Linked DNA regions of Mus musculus: region 1 is linked to region 2. The links are chromatin contacts, called in public HiChIP or PLAC-seq maps. All regions are on one chromosome and are shown on one strand. The core of a region is the stretch at or near the end of the contact, and the rest is flanking DNA. Distances in the headings are between cores, read along the strand shown. Region 1 overlaps Ptprg (protein tyrosine phosphatase, receptor type, G). Region 2 overlaps Ptprg (protein tyrosine phosphatase, receptor type, G).

What was found. HiChIP or PLAC-seq counts read pairs in DNA pulled down with a chosen protein or histone mark.
Region 1: a contact with region 2 is called in an H3K27ac HiChIP or PLAC-seq map of embryonic stem cells, with 12 read pairs. The contact joins two enhancer-like sites. A contact is called at or near these places in 6 of 115 datasets of contacts at active chromatin or transcription factors (embryonic stem cells and hepatocytes) and 1 of 9 other capture datasets (embryonic stem cells).

Annotation. Positions count from the first base shown.
Region 1 is chr14:12,111,483-12,116,712 of GRCm38.p6, forward strand. The region is part of intron 7 of Ptprg (protein tyrosine phosphatase, receptor type, G); the gene reads left to right. Among named protein-coding and RNA genes, the nearest start is that of 3830406C13Rik, 170 kb to the right of the region's middle. Within about 2 kb of position 2,254, at least 27 of the 459 cell types and tissues checked have an H3K27ac peak or open chromatin away from gene starts, as enhancers often do. A contact at or near this core is called in embryonic stem cells and hepatocytes, where this site is marked.
Region 2 is chr14:11,698,092-11,703,363 of GRCm38.p6, forward strand. All of the region lies in intron 1 of Ptprg (protein tyrosine phosphatase, receptor type, G), which reads left to right. Among named protein-coding and RNA genes, the nearest start is that of Gm52128, 130 kb to the left of the region's middle. Within about 2 kb of position 3,985, at least 22 of the 459 cell types and tissues checked have an H3K27ac peak or open chromatin away from gene starts, as enhancers often do. A contact at or near this core is called in embryonic stem cells and hepatocytes, where this site is marked.

The sequences.
Region 1 (5,230 bases), core at 1,004-3,503, 410 kb after region 2:
GGCTCCTTACATGTATCAACTGGATCAGTGATGCAAAAGCATTAAGAGATAGATGGTGCCCTAGCATGGCCCACACAGGGCATCAGGGTATGGACGGAGGCATTGGGTGCTGTACGGGGACCCGCAGTTTTCATATAAGATCACAAACCAAGTGTTTCTAACCCACTGCTGCCCTCCTTTCTTCTGACTTGGGTCTGAGATGGCCTCCTTGAAAGGTAGGATTCAGGCCAAGCAGTTAATCACAGGAAGAAACTGGTAAAACTGGAGTGGTATTGGTACCCTGGCTGAGGAGTCAGCCACTTGTGGCCTGAGGGCCCTTCAGCTGCCCCCTGAGCAGTGACAGAATAAAGGAGCACGTTTTGGAAAGTACACGTTCTTTATCAAGAGTTCAGCCTACAGACTGTAAAGGAGTTAGTGGGAAAGCCGATTGCAGCTACACCTAATGACATGAGTTCAGTCCCCAGGGTCCATGTGATGAAAGGAGAGAAGCAACTCCCACACACTGGCCACTGCCTCCACATGCACAGCCCTTCAGAGTAAACAAGTAAATGTAATCTTAAAAAAGACCTCGGCTTGCACTGGGAAAAAATAGTAAGAGGCCTTATGTGTAGGGCCAAGAGCAATGGATAAGATAGAAAGATACTAGGAAGGAGCCACTAACCAGCACTATCTGAAGTGAGGGATTCCTGTAAGGCTCTTCTGTTTATATGGCCCCTTCCCTACCCAGCCAAACTTACAGCTTTAGGAAACAGTGGGGGGGGGGGAGTTCTAGAATAGAGTAACAATACCAGTACTTAACTAAGAACATAGGTAATAAAGCTTTGATCTTGGGGGATGGTCCAGAGATTCTCCTAAGCAAGGCAGAGGGTAGAGAATAGGGAGTAGTCAGTCAGATGATGCTCTGCTTGGACATTGTCGTGGCTACAGCAAACAGAGATGACCACTTCAGTACATCCAAGCAGACAGTGTACCTGGAGAAGCAATAGTCAGGGTGTTTCAAGGTGAGGCTGTGTGAGCCTTCCTGCACTGGACTGACTTCTAACTAGACAGTGAAGCCTGGTGTTTCATCTGTCTTGCATCCAGAGGTCTCTCCAATCAGAAAGCTTCTTACATGGCTTTGGAACTGACCTTGTACTCTGGCAGAGCTCAGCTCCCTGCTTGTTTGGTCTGGTTCCATGGTCCACTATGATCGCACTAGTCCTAGTTGACCCTTGAGGTCAAGAGCTGTCAATAGCTGGCTAAAGCCAGTTCTTCTATCAAGAAAGGATTCCTGAAGATGTTTCTGAGAACTCAGCCAACCAAAGTCTGGCCTTGTGTCACATGCCCATCCTTAAACAAATCAGAGGAGATGCTGAGTAGTGCCCAAAGACATCCAGTGTTGACCTTTCTCGGGTTACATGGAGCAGGAACTGTAGAAGGAGACCAGGCAGGGCAGCCCTTTATCCTCTGGGCAAAGCTAGGTGGCATGGTGCCAGGCTATTCTGAATTTTTCTGCTGAGAGCAGTCATTTTCCTTTGAGCATGTTTTTCTTTTTAATTCACACTCTGACAGAAAAGGTAGGGCTAGCAATTTGGTTCCTGAACAGGATCTGCCAGCTGTGAGGAGAAAATGAAATAGAGACGAATTTTCTTCCTAATGGCGAAGCCAACATTGTTTTGTTTTTAAAGAAATTAGTCCAAATATTTATTTCTGTAGGGTTGAGGAAAAAGTGTAGTTGATTTTCAAAAGGGTTCTTTTTTTTTACTTAAGATAAATGCTTCTGTCTTCAAATATTTAAATGCTTGAGCTATTGAAATTAAGATTTGCCCACTTTTTTTTTTCTTCTTCTTCTTGTAGTGAGGGGTGGACGTTGGCGAGCTCAGGGATTTGAAGGCCATCAACATACTGTGTTGTTTTGGCAGCTACAGCTATCTAATAGACTCCAATAAAACACACACTTTCGAGGAGTGGATGTCTGCAGAAGTGTTTGTGGATTCCAAGCATTTTGACATTTGGAAACTGGAGCTTTTAGAAAGTGCTTTGTCATGCCTTTGTGCTTGTCAGCGCTCTAGAGCAAGGACACAAGGAGAAGAATGCAGGTGTTTGCCTTCCCTGGAAGGGACCAAACAGAGAAAAAGAACCCCGACTTGCTTTCTAATTCATTACAAGCTGCCTGCAGAGGGCTGCACTTTTATCAGACCCTGCACCCTACATTGCTGTTTATTCCCAGGGAAGGGACAGGTTCCTGTTTCTGTGGCTTCACTGGCTCCTTGCTAGCCATCGTACAGAGGCCGCAGTTGCATCACACACACACCCCGCCACACACAGACACCACACCCCAGGAGAAAAGTGTCCATCTATGTATTAATGCTTCAAAACTTCAGATTCCAGTGTTCTTTCTGAAGCTAGCAGAGAGCACTGATTTCAGGGGCACAAGGGCCAATTTGGAAAAGCTGAGTGGTTAGGAATTCCACAACTGCCTCTGTCAGAAAAAAAACAGCCCAGTATTTCAGGTCCTGGTCCGCTGTTTCTCAGAAGCCTCCCTCTCTTATCTTTTCTCTCATCAGTAAGGGCAAGCAGTGAGCAAGTGAGGTCTCTGTAAGTTGTGCCGATCAACCCAGTCGTCGGAGCTGGGGAGATGGATTTCCTTAAAGGCTTTCAGGGCACACAAGCAGGTTCTTAACTTGCCTCTTTTACTCTTCCCTGTGAACCTACACTGGCATTCTAACCAGCTCTTAGCCAGTGACCTTGGCCTCTCTCTTGTATGATAATGTAGATTCAAATGTGTTCAGTTTGGGTGGAGTCTAGACACCTGGGCTGACCAGTAGTCAGTATAGGTTATGAGACTCCAGTCGACATCCATCGTAAATACTAGGCAAAGCCATGGGCCTGGGAAGAAATGTGATTCAACAGTAAAAACACTCGCTGCACAAGCATGAGAATCAAAGTTTGCATCTCTGGAAACAAAAATACTGAGTGAGTGCAGTGGCCCGCTTGTAATTAGCAACCATGTAAGGCTGGAACAGGCCGTCCTCAGGCAAGCTGGTCCTCAAAACTAGCTATACTTGGGGTTTGACTGAGGGAGATTGTCCTGGTGAGTATGATGCAAAGAGATAGAGAATGATCAATGCCTGACATCAGCCTCAGATTCCCCAGTGAGTGGGTATGCACACACGCACACACACACACACACACACACACACACACACATCAGGGGATAAGAGGAGAGAAAATGGGAAATAAAATGCTGCCATCTCCTTATCATCCATACAGAATTGCAGCCTGGGTCTGGCAGTACCAAGGAATGGAAGTAGTGCCTGGAGTCAGGTGTCTGCAGTCTTTCCTTAAGCGTCCATACATATGTATATCTTGTTCAGCACTTTCTCTGGAGCTGAGTCCAGAAGGCATTATTCTAATGTGGATTCAGTTCATCCTGCAGGAGAATTTTACAAACGCTGCTTCTTTGCCCATTGTCACCACTGGAGTGGATCCTCCTATCCATTAAAATGCGGCATTACCTATGGTTTTTCTCCAGCATGATCTTGTCTTAATAGTTAAATTTTATATGTGTGGGTATTTTGCCTACACATATGTCTCTGTACTAGACGAACAGGATTCCTAGTACCTGGGAAAACCAGAAGATGGCAATGAATCTCCTCGAACTGGAGTTACAGACTAGAATGAGACACTGGGTGTGCTCGGAATTGAACTCAGGACCTCTGTAAGGGTGATGAGTGCTCTTAACCACTGAGCCATCCCTCCAGCCCTTTACCATGAGTATAATTTTTGGGTGTATGCTCTCCACTATGCAGCAATATACCGATTTATGCAATAAATCTAAATGTCTTAATTAGTCTGCTTTGAACATTTGGTTTTATTATTATTATTATTATTATTATTATTATTATTTTAATCAGTGAGACAGGTTGGAAAGGGAAGGTTTATCTGCATTGCCCTTCTTTGGCAAGTCTGTCACATAACTAACGACGTCTGTCTGTCTGTCTGTCACAGTAACTAAGCATGACTTTGCAGTTAAAGCTGGGCTTTAGAGGCACACTGCCTCTAAACTGAGAGTTCTCTTCCTGCCCCATTTCTCAGATAACTTTCTCTACTTTGTCCTCTGTTTCCACATCATAAAATGATGAAGATAAAATGATAATCGAGGTGAAATGTGCAGACCTGTGCTTGACATGAGAGGAAGCAGCTTAAGGATCATTAGTCGTCTTCCTAATTTCCTTATTAATTGATTACCATACCCAAGTGACAGCCCTATCCCATAGAAATAAAGCAAGCCCTGTATCTTGTTTAAGTTCTATAGTGGGTTATATTTAAAATAGAAACAAGAACAGAAAAATCGATTTTAATATAGAATTTAACCTGAAATGTTATCGCAGTATGTGTGAGCTAAGGGACATGCATGCGTAGCTCCTGGCTGCTATGGTGAAGACGTCATGAGAACTAGTATGTCAGTTATCCAGGAGCATCCTTTCCAACACCATGTGCTGCCCAAAGATGTCATCATTAGCCCAAAAGAGAGTGCTTTCCTAGTTAATTATCTGAAGGCGTTTTCTTTATGGAGAAGGCCTTTCTGTACCTGCCTTGCTGTAAAAAAGTGTCTGAGCCGCGGGAAGGATGTGGCCTGGCATATAGCTAGTGAGTCTCAGTTTCATTTTCTGCAGCGGTGGTTCAAAAGTACAACCTGAGATGCTCAGGGCTATCGGGCATAATATTTAATTGCCACTGTCTGCTCTATAATGAGGCAACAAAGCAGGGCCCACCCTGTTCCCTGGGTTTTAGTTGTGTTAACCATGTGCTTGTTTTGAATTTCTGCTGTACACCCACCCCTTCAAATACTGCTCCGACCAGTGTCTAATGGCTTTTATTTCTATTACTTTCTATTTTCACTAATCTCTCCCCTTCAGCTTCATGCCCCCCTCCCCACATCTTGTGGACCAAGAGCCCTGGTTGCACACACATGGAATGAATAGATTTCAACTTTTCCTTTGATTCGAGCTGACAGATTAAAAACTAATTATTCTCTGAAATACTTTTATAATAAAAACGAAGCTGAAATGATTTATATACACCTCCAGCCAACACATTTGCGATTCAAGGTTAAAATTGTTCTTGTAGCAGTACCAGTTAAAATGCAATTATAGTTCCCCAAGCAGGGATAAAAGAAAGAAGTATTTTACACACTCACTTCAAAAGTTAAAAAGTCAGTTTGATATTATAGAAATAAAAACTTTCA
Region 2 (5,272 bases), core at 2,735-5,234:
TTATCTAGTTGCAAGGTGCCAGCTATTATAACTCACCTAATTAGGTTTGTCACTTGTTTCTGCTGCATTGGCCTTGATTATTTAAATATTTTTCCTGTGATCTCCTTTGCTCATAATTCTAATTTAGTGTCTATTCTGTTTGCTAGACAGTTAGCCAGACACTTCTCTGGTGATAGTCTTGCAGGGCTATTTAGCCTCTTACCTTTCAGAACGTTGTGAATTCAACCAAGCACAATACACTTGTGCCCCATTTTACCCTTTGGTCCTGCTGCCTTTTAACTGACATTACTGTACATTTCTGCTGTGGCCACTGGGCAGTTCTGGGGCCATTTGAGAGCTGGTTGTTGTTTACATGGATGCCTACATTAGAATCACAGCCTGGGTTGTTGCAGTGCAGTCTGTTACAAGTAGTAGACTGTCTCCAAATATGATGACACTGTTAACTGTTTGAGATCAGATCCTGAGTTCCAGGATACAGTGGCTTTAGCAGCTTTAAGATGTGCCATTTAACCCATCCCTTCATAACTGTTGGGCCTCTATCCTAGAAAGTGGCAGAAGAGTGTCCAGAGGAACAGAAATGCAAAACAAACAAACAAGCAAGCACTGAACAACTCAACAGTTAACTATGGAGCGTGCAGGTGTGCTGGGAGATCTTGCAAAGCCATTAACCTCAAGAGGAGGACTATGTGGTGGGGCGTGTTTCGTACTGCTTTTCATGATACCAGTTCATGCTTAGCAAAATTGCTTCTTTTAGCAGCTGTAAAGACTCTTGACTAGAGATGTCAAGCAAACTCTATGCATCACTTTGGACACATGCCCAGCAGCCAGTAAGAAAGGTGAAAGTCAGAGTAATGAGAGAACAAAGGAGTTGGGGAAAGCTGTCGATCCAGAGGTCAGACATTGCCAGAGAATCAGAGCCCAGCTTGTTTCCACTGGCCTGCTCTGTTACCTGTGCTTTGGATTTGAGCACAAAGTGGTTCTTGGTGGGGCTGAGTGTGGTGTGACGAAATCTTGTATGCAGAGCTACTGAAAGCCGGCCAGGTGAAGTTAAGGAGCACCCCTCGAAGCTTGTCTTGGTCTGTTTCATGCTGCAATTCTGGACTAGAGCAGATGGGGATATTTATCATCACATAAGGAAACTTATTCATGTATAATTCTGGAGAGTGCAGGGCAGAGGCATAGTATCTGCTGGTAGGTAGTAGCCTTGTAACTGCTGGTAGGTAGTAGCCTTGTAACTGCTGGTAGGTAGTTCGTTTTGTTGGGTTGACTCAGGGTGGATGGGGCAAGGAAAAGAGGGTAGAAGGGAACACACACAAAACAACAGAGAGTAAAGGGTGGTGGGTATCTTCCTACATTTATTTATTTTTATTTTACTTGTTTGTATTTTCACCTGCACATGGAGCATAGAAGGGGCATTAGATTCTCTGAACTGAAGTTACACATGGTTGTGAAATACCACAATTCCCCATGGGTTCCGAGCCACCTCTCTGGCCCCTGTCTCTGTTTTATAAAATTACTTCTAACTAACTCGCCATCAAGACAGGGTGTTAGTTTTTTCAGTAGTCCTCTCCCAACACCTTTGCACTGGACCCCAGCTTCCATCATGTTAACTCTTTTGGCATGTTCAAATTGCCGAAGGCATACTGCCCAGTGGAAGAGGGATAGTCCAGAAACAGAGAGGATTCTGATCTGGAAGAGGGAATGCGTATCAGTTGGGAAATTAGTAGAAAGATGGGCAGCCATTGAGTTTGTTAGAATCAGAATGGGGCTTTTGAGGGCTGGGGATGAACACAAAGGCTAAGTCACTAGCACTGCACAAATCCTGGAATCCCAGCATTCAGGAGCTGGAGGATGGGGGACCAGAAGTTCAAGTTCATTTTGGCTACATAGTGAATTCCAAGCCAGCCCAGGAAGGCTCAAAAGAACTGGGTGTTGCATCTTAGTTTATGTCTGAGTCTCTCCTACAGATTGACATTCTGTGCATCTTTATAGAGTATGGAGCTCAACAGTAAATCTTTAGTTTTGCTTTCCTTTCATTTCATACTACAAAGTGAAATTTTTATTTTGGTAGGCAATCAATACCCGAAGTTTCGGTTGTGTTTGTTTACTTCGGTTGAATTGTAAATAGACTGCCGTTTCTCCTTTCCCAAGACTGGAAAAGCTGGCATAGGACTGTTCAATATGGAGCTATTTAATCATGAACGTTCACTTTCCTCTCTCAGTAGCTGTGTGAAGGTGCTGGGTCATACTGATAGTGAGGGTGTGAAGGCAGTGCTTTAGTGTGAGTGGTGTGAATGGTACAAGTAAGGACTTAATGGTAGCATTCAAGGAACCGGCCAGTGGGTGGGGGAAGATGCTTAAAGTCAGGCCTTTGATTTTGTTGCCCACCCAGAGTTAGAGCTGTTCTTGGCATTGAGACTTGGCTAACTGTTAGGACCCCTCCCCCGCTTTTCTGAGCCGGCTGTTGTAGAGGTTACATAATTATCTCTTATTCTATACGATGTTTGAAGGCCTGGTTGTTTCCTTCCCAGTATTTCATCAGAAGATCTACAGAAAATGATGTTTTTACAATGTGGTGGATTTTCGGAGGGCCCCCCCCCCAACATCATCAATTTCATGAGTTGATTATCTGAGAAAATACCTTGGCCAGAAGAGCCTGAGGTTTATGCTCTCCCAACTTTCTTCTCTCTCGCTTCCTTTGGCTTTTATGTGAGACAGAAGTGTGTCAGTTCTGGTGGAGTGAGTAATGGGCAAACCCCATGGTTCCCTTGCCTTGCATTTCCACTTCTGTGCTTATGATATCCTAGTCTCCACATGGAATTCATATATGAGTTGGAGAGAGAGAGAGCAAACTGCAGAGCTGATGGCTCTGTAGTTAAGAGCCTTGCAGATCTGCTGTCGATAATCCCAGTCCATTTCATTGCACCCACATCTATGGACTCAAAACCACCTGTAACAGCTCCTGGGAATTCTGTGCCTATTCTGGCTTCAGAGGAGTCTGCACACACTGCATACATACATACACACACACACACACACATAAAATGAAGGGGAAAGAAAGCAAAATTAGCTTTACTGGAGCCTCAGGTAGAAAGTATAGCTTTAGTTTGTGCAGACACTCCTGCATTCACCATAAATTAAATATTTTGTAAGTGGGAAATGCATGTAACTCACTGGACTTCTATCTTGGTTCTATACATAGAGTGTCACTCCCCTTTGGTGATCACTCAGGCAGCTGTGGAACGTGTTCCCTGCCCCTGCCCAGCATCACGTGTCTTGCTGAGTGTCTTACTAGCTTAACATATATAATTTCCAGTGTTAGTTCTACTGAACACATACTGTTTTGTACCATTGTGAAGCTGATACATTGTAGGTCAGGGCTGTCTCAGATCTATAGATATGCATGTGTTTTACATATATCTATAGTTAAGTTATTTTGGAATAATTAGATACGTAGGAAAGTGAAGAGGTTATGCAGAGGCCAAGCTGTCTCCATAATAGTCCATATTACCTGCTTAGCGCATGATTTTGAAATGTTTTTGTGCATAGACCTCTATGGCCTCAAGAGTGGCTCTTTCCACACAGCACAACCCTCTGCTGTGCTGTAAGTCTTTGGACGAGCTTTCTTGTGCAATGGGCACCCCTGACCTTTTCACTTTCTGGGGAAAGCTTTGACTATTTCTGTTTTAGGGCTTCTGTAAACTCAGTTCTTAGCCCTCTTTGGGATAAATGCTCATGTGTCTACTATTGCTGAGCTGACTGGCAAATGTTTGAATGTTAGGTTTTTAAAGAAAATGCATCTTCTATAGAGATGGTTTTCTATTCACCCTACTGTTGCATTCATGATTGTGACCCACCTGTCGGCAGCTTGTCCCTAACCCTTGCCACCAGATTCTTGTTTTGTTCTATCTATTCTGAGGGACGTACAGTGATGTTCCCTGGCGGCCCCAATGTGTATTTGTCCAGGGCACAGGTTGAGTGCACTATTACATTCTCTTCCGTGTAGCTTGCCAGCTTTCTTACTTGTCCTACCCCGGCTCTTGTGAGACAAGGTTTAGCCTTGAACTTGCTATGAAGCTGAGAACGACTTCACCTCTCAAGTGCCTGGATTACAGATGTGCACCACCCACTTGTGTGTGGGAGGGGTGGGGGGTATTCTTGTTTACGTCACTCCCCACCCACTGTTGATCTTGAGAGTTACACGCAAAGTCTAGATGGTAGTCTTATGATTTTTATTTTTCTCATTATGAGAGCTTCCTACTTGAGCACCAGCACCTTTCTCTGAGCAAACCACACTTGTGATGAAACTCTGTTCATGCTTCTATTGATTTACATTAAAAATAAAAATCCCCCAAACCAGCTTAGTGGTGGTGGTGCACCCCTTTAATGCATTTGGGAGGCAGAGGTAGGTGGGTCTCTGAATTTAATACCAGCTGGTCAACAGAGTGAGTTCCAGAACAGCCAAGGCTACACAGATAAGCCTGTCTGAAAAACAAACAAACAGACTCAGAAGGGCCATCCTCAGTCTCCTGCCCAGAGACTTTTCTCCTTAATTGTTCCAAAAATCGTTCGTGTCCCACCTCTAAATCTCAGTACATTTTGAATTTCCTTTCTGTGTGAGCCATGAGGCCGCCATGAGATTTCCCCGCCTTGTTTTAATCCTTGGATGTGCAGTTGCTGCAGCACCATCATTTATGGAGACATGTCTCCTTGCTCCCTGGAATGGCTTTTGTGCCATTGTGAAAAACAGTACAGTCAAGTGGCCAAACTGTGTGGCTCTTTGTGGGCTGCACGCTCTGTTCCATCCGTCCGCACGCTCACGCCATGCGGTCTGCATTACCTTAGCTATGGAACAGCTTAGAGTAATTTCCTTCTTCCTTCTCTTTGATGGCGTTTCCTTTGAAGACTTGCTTCCTTAACCCCACCTCCTTCTGTTTTATTTTTACCTGGGAGGACCACTGTGCTCCTTGAAAATGACCTCCCTGCTCTCCCAGAAACCCTCTCTTTCAAGTGCCTGGTTTCCTGAAGGCCAATTCCAAAGGGCTGGAAATGTCTGCTTATCAACTCTTTGGCTTTTTTCTTTGTCTGGAATCTAGTGTTGAGCTGGATCCCAAGGCTCTGCAAAGGAGCCGGTGCTTTGATCCTTGAGTTTGCATGGGCTCCTGGGGCCAGGACTGTGGGTTAGTCACAATATAGATAACAATTTAGGCACCATGGTGTGGGGTGCTAGTTGTGGGGGAGACTGGATGTTTGTGACCGCCTGGGGTGCCTG